Regions from separate parts of the Rattus norvegicus genome. Here region 1 is linked to region 2. A link is a contact called in public Hi-C data. All regions are on one chromosome and are shown on one strand. The core of a region is the stretch at or near the end of the contact, and the rest is flanking DNA. Distances in the headings are between cores, read along the strand shown. Region 1 holds the start of Dbf4 (DBF4-CDC7 kinase regulatory subunit). Region 2 holds the start of Rundc3b (RUN domain containing 3B).

Region 1 (2,700 bases), core at 100-2,599, 210 kb after region 2:
ATTCTATTCTGTATCAGTGTTTCTCAGAAATGTAAACCATTTCACAAACATGGAGATTCTGTGTTTTTCCTGGAGCTTACGCTTTGAAAACTGAATCCCCTCCCCCCAAATTTTTTTTAAATGTTTGCTCAAACTATAACTCCTCCTTCTCAAGATCTGTTAAGCACCTATTTATAAATTCATATTCATCAGTACAATGTCTCTTTTTTTTTTTTTCCGGAGCTGGGGACCGAACCCAGGGCCTTGCACTTGTTAGGCAAGCGCTCTACCACTGAGCTAAATCCCCAACCAGTAAAATGTCTCTTAACATGTATTTCCCCTCTTCTAGATATTTCTTACGATTACAAATTATCTCTAACTCTCTTAAATCAGTTTAATAAGGGCAGACCCATGATTGTCACTCCAGCTCCCATCCTTAACCTGTTCAAAACAAAATCATTTCTTTTGGCAACCTAATCCGTCTTGATGTCATCTTTGGCTAACAGTCTCACAATTCACCTATCTGTGCCTGAATATACTTATCTGCACTGTCCTGAGGTACTCCCTCAAAAATCAATACTATAAGGAGTGTCTACCATAGCCAGGAGTTAAGAAATGCAGAACAGTACAAAACATTAACGTCTGTAAGGGTGAGAGCAGAAGTATACGCCAAACAAGTTTTGTGAGGCATTTTAAAACAAATCAGGCACTTGAATTTCGTCTGGACCATAATCTCGTAACTATTCCCGCTTTACAGATAAAAAAAAACCCTGAGACTTCATTTCCCACTCTTTCATTGCTGCAAAAAAGAAACCATACACACAGAGAGAAAATACAGGTCTGTACAGAGCAAAAGTACCAAAAGGGCTGCAAGAGCCGGGTCAGGCGGGTGGACCCCGGCCCCGCCGCCACCACGGCCACCCAGGACCTCTGCGGCCTGTCTGCAGGTCGGCGGGAGCCCAGAGCCGGCCCTGCGTCCCACACCGGGTTAATGGGAGTACCTGGTGGCGAGGCAACTGCAAGGCCGTGGTTCCAGCAAACCTAGAAGGTGATGACCGCAATGTGCTGAAGCCTCCGAGGCTAACTGCGTCCACTGCCCGGGTTGCCCCACACTCCCAAGTCTGCAGAGCGGCGCCAGAACCCGAAGAGGACGCCGGAGACCAGGGGTCTGAGGCACCGCAAGCCCGCGCGCTGGGGGCGGAGCGTGGGCGGGGCCACCACCCGGGGGCGGGGCTCTCGGCGCGCGAGGCCCGCCCGGCGTAGTTAGGGCGGGGAGCGCGTCTGGCGCCGCGGTCGCGTGACGCGTTTTCAAATCTTTAACCGCCGCAGCTCCCACGTCGGAGCTACAACCTCTTCCTGCTCCGAGCCTCCGCGCCGGAACCGGCCCTGAAACTCGGCCAGCGGACGCCGCCCGGGGCCGAGGCCAGGGCCGGTGGGCCCTTGGAGCTTTGTGTTCGGGGCCGTCCCATGCGGCCCCCGGTGCGGACCCAGCATGTAGGTGCTTGGTGGCTGCCATGAACCTCGAGACCATGAGGATCCACAGCAAAGCACCTCTCCCTGGTATGGAGCCCCTCCCCCGCCGCGGTCCCTTTAATGGTTTCCTACCCTGCCGGTTCCACGGTAGATTCTAGAGAGTCTTCCTGCCCGACTTCTTGTGCTTTTGCATTTCTCTGGGTTCTCGGCGCCCGGAAGGCGTTCGGTGTTGGTCTCCATGAGGGGCCGACGCTGCCCGGGCCCCTCGTGCTCTCCCCGCCTCAGCAGCGAGCGATCCGGCATTCCCGGGGCTGCAAGCTTCAGACAATGAGCAGGGTCTCCGATGGCCACACCGCCCCACGGAGGAGGCACCCACTGCCATTTGTGACTGTTAGTTCCCGTCACTCATTAGGGAGACGGAGGTGTGTGTGTTTCAACCTCATAGACAAAAGCAGATTTCAATCTCAATATTTCATATAAAAATAAAAATCCATTATAAGGAAAATTCCTAAGAGATACACATGTGTGTCTATTAACTAAGTACTAAAGTGCAGGTTGTGTTCGAAAAGTTTAGAGAAGTTGTTTGATACTCATCTGCTTTTAAAATAAAAAAAAGGACATGAATGAACCTAAGTTCCTCATATGTAAACAAAGTGCATGAACTCCATCCTTTAGTTCTTTTAAGTACTAGACAAACTATGAAACCCAAGTATGAGCATTCGGTAACCCTGGAGAATTAGGTTGTTTATTCTAGATAAGCGTGTGCGGGTGCCTAGGTAAATACGCTTTTAATATTTTAAACACCTGGGTTGAGTCTTTACAGACCTGCTAATACCAATATGAAGTTTACATCGGGAGAGAGTAAGTTTTCAAGAATGTCTTTATAGAGTTCCTTGCCTTTATACATGGAACAGGAGTAAGATTCAGCTCTTGTTCTCCAGTACAGAATTTGTAGAAACCATAGAGTGCAGCAGTTTGCCTTCATCCTAAGTGGTAAAGTTCGGGAAAACATTTAGATTCTAATGGCTTAATTTGTTATGACTAATAATGTCTCCTTTCTGTAATAAAGCTGTTGAATATTGTTAAACAGTTAAATTGTGTCTGCATAAAACATGGCCTGATTCTTTTTTTAATCGCAGGTGGCATCCAAGACAAAAATGAAAAGAATAGACCATCTTTGAAATCCCTGAAAGCTGATAATAGACTGGAAAAATCCAAATATAAGCCGCTTTGGGGGAAAATATTTTA
Region 2 (3,041 bases), core at 451-2,950:
CACTCAGGATGATATTTTCTAGTTCCACCTATTTGCCTAACACTTTATATGCTTCCCTTCCAAATCTATCAAACAAGGTTGCCTACGATTTGACTTCAGACATCTTTTTACTTCCTATATCTCTTTGAGACAGGGTTTTCCTATATAACATAGTTTTCGATTTGCACCTGAAATGTTCCTCACAGGCATGGGGTCTCAAATGTTTGTCCCCACCTGGTAGCTTTATATTGGAAGGGTTGTAGAAACTTTGGACAGTAGGACCTATTTGAACTCCATTGAAAGATCCCTGATGGATTTCCCATCACTCCACATCCCCTCAGATTTGATGTCATCTTCAATGCTCTCCTCTAGCCTTCCATGCCATGAAACTTCTGAAGCATTAACCCATTTTAGTCACAACAACACAAACATAATTAATAAAGCAAGGTATTCCTTCTACCTAAGTCATCAGAATTCTGGAATTGCAAACGTATGCTACTGTCCTTGCTCTAGAAATTTTCTTAATAATTAATGGTTTTCTATGCATTTCCTTAGACACTTATAATCTCGGACTTAGAAAAGTAATCTCCAATGTATGTTCTGTTTTTAATTATTTTTTAATAGTTTAAAGAGGTGAGACTTTGTCCTGATGATTTTAGATTTTCAAAATTAAAAAACAAACAAACAAACAAACCCCCAAAACCCTGAAGTCTGGATATACTGGTTTAAAGGCAGATGAACAGTAGTCTGAGGTGAATGCCAGAGGTCAGGGCCTCAAGCCAGGAGATCAGGCCAGAGGAAGTGGAGACTCTGCAAAGAGGTCCTTCCAAGCTACTTATCAGGCCTCCAAGGTAGGATTTCCCTCTGCACTTGGTCAGACCTCCCCACGGCTCATGAGCTGCAACTCAGTTCAGATCTCACTGCACAGAACACTAGGCTGGACATCCACACAACACTCATTTTTCTATGATCAATTGAGTTTTAGGCTGTTCTGGAGAAGACCGGTGGGAAGATGAGGCGAGGAACATCAAGAATTCTAACCAGATTCACGTGAAGAGAAATGTCACGGGCACATTCCCTGATGCAATTGTGTCGTTGTTTGTCAGGCTCAAAGAGGTCCAAAAGGTACTCTTCTGTTCTAGATAACCCCATCCCCTATCCCCCAACTGAGGCATTCTCCTGCTGAGGCTACTGAAGCTCCAGAACAAGGAATCTGTCATGAACATTTGAGACTTAGCCTTGTCAGGGTGGCTGCGGACCAGAGTCGCTGCGGATTAGGCACATTAAAGCCGGTTTTCCAAGCCACCCTGCCTCGCCGCGCGCACCAAGAAGCCGCACGAGACCAGCCCTCATTCTGACAGAGGCCCACGCGCCAGGGCGGGGTTTAAGTGAGCCCTTTTAAAGGCTCCTGGGGAGGGTTCCGCCCCCGCCTCTCACCATTGGTTCTCTCTGGAGCGGCTTTGTTCCCATAGGTGCAGGGGGCGGGGCTGCATGAGACTGGCGTGGGGGCTTCACCTCAGCGGCCCCCTCCCTTCTAGAAGAATGACGTGCGGTTAGGCCTGCGGGGCTGACAGGCTCGCCCGCGCACTGCTACTGCGGCGCCCCTAGGGAAGCAGCGCAGCTCCCGACTTGGAGCCCGCCCGCGCTTCTCTCGTGGACGGCGGCGGCGGCGGCGGCGGCGCGCGCGGCGCGCGAGCCAGCGAGCGAGGGCGGAGGTGGCTCGTGCGTGCGTGTGAGTGAGCGTGTGTGTGTGAGTGAGCTTGTGTGTGAGCGTGTGTGCACGCGCGCGTGGCACCAGGGTGGCGGGCGCGGGTGCTCCACTGCCTTCCACACACCCTGCCTGCTCCGCGGCTCCTTCCTCGCCCCTCTCCCGCCCCGCGGGCTGCCATCCTGAGAGAAGGCCGCAGGTCACAGGTGTGCTAGGCTTGCGGGACCGCTGGAGACAAAGGGGGCGCGGAGGTGAGCCCGCCATGGCCTCCCGGAGCCTGGGGGGCCTGAGCGGGAGCCGCGGCGGCGGCAAGAAGAGCCTGAGCGCCCGCAACGCTGCGGTGGAGAGGAGGAACCTGATCACCGTGTGCAGGTGCGGGGCTGCCGGCGCCGGGCTGAGGGAGGTGCTGGGGCTCGGCGCTGCGGGCCGCGCCGCGCGTGTCCGCGGACGAGCGGGGCCCTGCAGAGGGGCGGTAGCTTCTCCCCGCGAGGCGGTGGTCCAGCCCTCGGGTCTGGGCGTCCTCGGTTGGAGGCTGCCCCGCGAGGGCCGGGGCGGAGTCGGGGAGGATCTGTTCTGAAGCGGTCAGCTAGTGTCTGAGTAGAAGAGGGCGGAGGAAGAGCAGCATCCAGCTGTAGTAGTTACTAAGATGCTCCCACATCCCAGGGCGGTCTGTTGTTTTCTCTTGTTGGCGTGTATCTTGTCACGCCTTTCACTCGGCCCGAATCTGTATTAGCTAGTTAAGTCTTGTCAACTACTGTGCTAGAACTGCTTGCTTGCGGGATTATGGAAGACTCCTACTCCTCCAGCCAGTCCTTTATTGGGAGATGTGCCTTTATTTAAATGCTTCCTGGTTGTAAACGTATCCCTTCCTCCGGGAAATAGAGAAATAAATAGTCACTATCTATATAAATCAAGAATTCAGAAAAAGCTGATTTTTGAACACGCTGATACATTTTCTTTTAAGCCTTATAAAATTCTAGGCGTCCATTTCTTAGTAACCACTCAGAGCCAATAAGCTCTGTGAAAATGATTTTGTTCAATCATACTGGTTAATCATCAACCAGTGATAATCTCCAATTATCAGGTAAATGATGAAACCTTTCCTGCCTCTCTGGTTTATGTCTATTTAATTTTTTTTTCCCTTGTGTAAAATCGTGGCTGGCATCTTAAGCAGATTGCAGATATCTGTAGTAGGTTACATTCGATATTTAAGCAACTTTTAAAAAGTTGGATTCTAATGAGTATCCATGTGTCTCAGGAAGACCTTCGCTCACAGTTTGCATTGTAAGTGGTCAAAATAAGATGGAATATATTATTTGTGCTGTGTAGAATACAAGCTTTTGGGGACAAACGG

The links. A called contact is a pair of places that touch in the nucleus more often than the background predicts.
Region 1: a Hi-C map of frontal cortex shows a contact between it and region 2, with 1.6 times the contacts expected there. The contact joins the promoter of Dbf4 here to the promoter of Rundc3b in region 2.

Annotation. Positions count from the first base shown.
Region 1 is chr4:26,630,237-26,632,936 of GRCr8, forward strand. It overlaps Dbf4 (DBF4-CDC7 kinase regulatory subunit), which reads left to right and starts at 1,350. Exons shown (of 12, transcript NM_001191748.2): 1 at 1,350-1,539; 2 at 2,592-2,700. The coding sequence starts at 1,494. Slc25a40 (solute carrier family 25, member 40) reads right to left here and starts at 1,147. Exons shown (of 12, transcript NM_001393710.1): 1 at 981-1,147.
Region 2 is chr4:26,415,988-26,419,028 of GRCr8, forward strand. Rundc3b (RUN domain containing 3B) reads left to right here and starts at 1,701. Exons shown (of 10, transcript NM_001047116.2): 1 at 1,701-2,059. The coding sequence starts at 1,950. It also overlaps a transcript of Abcb1a not described here.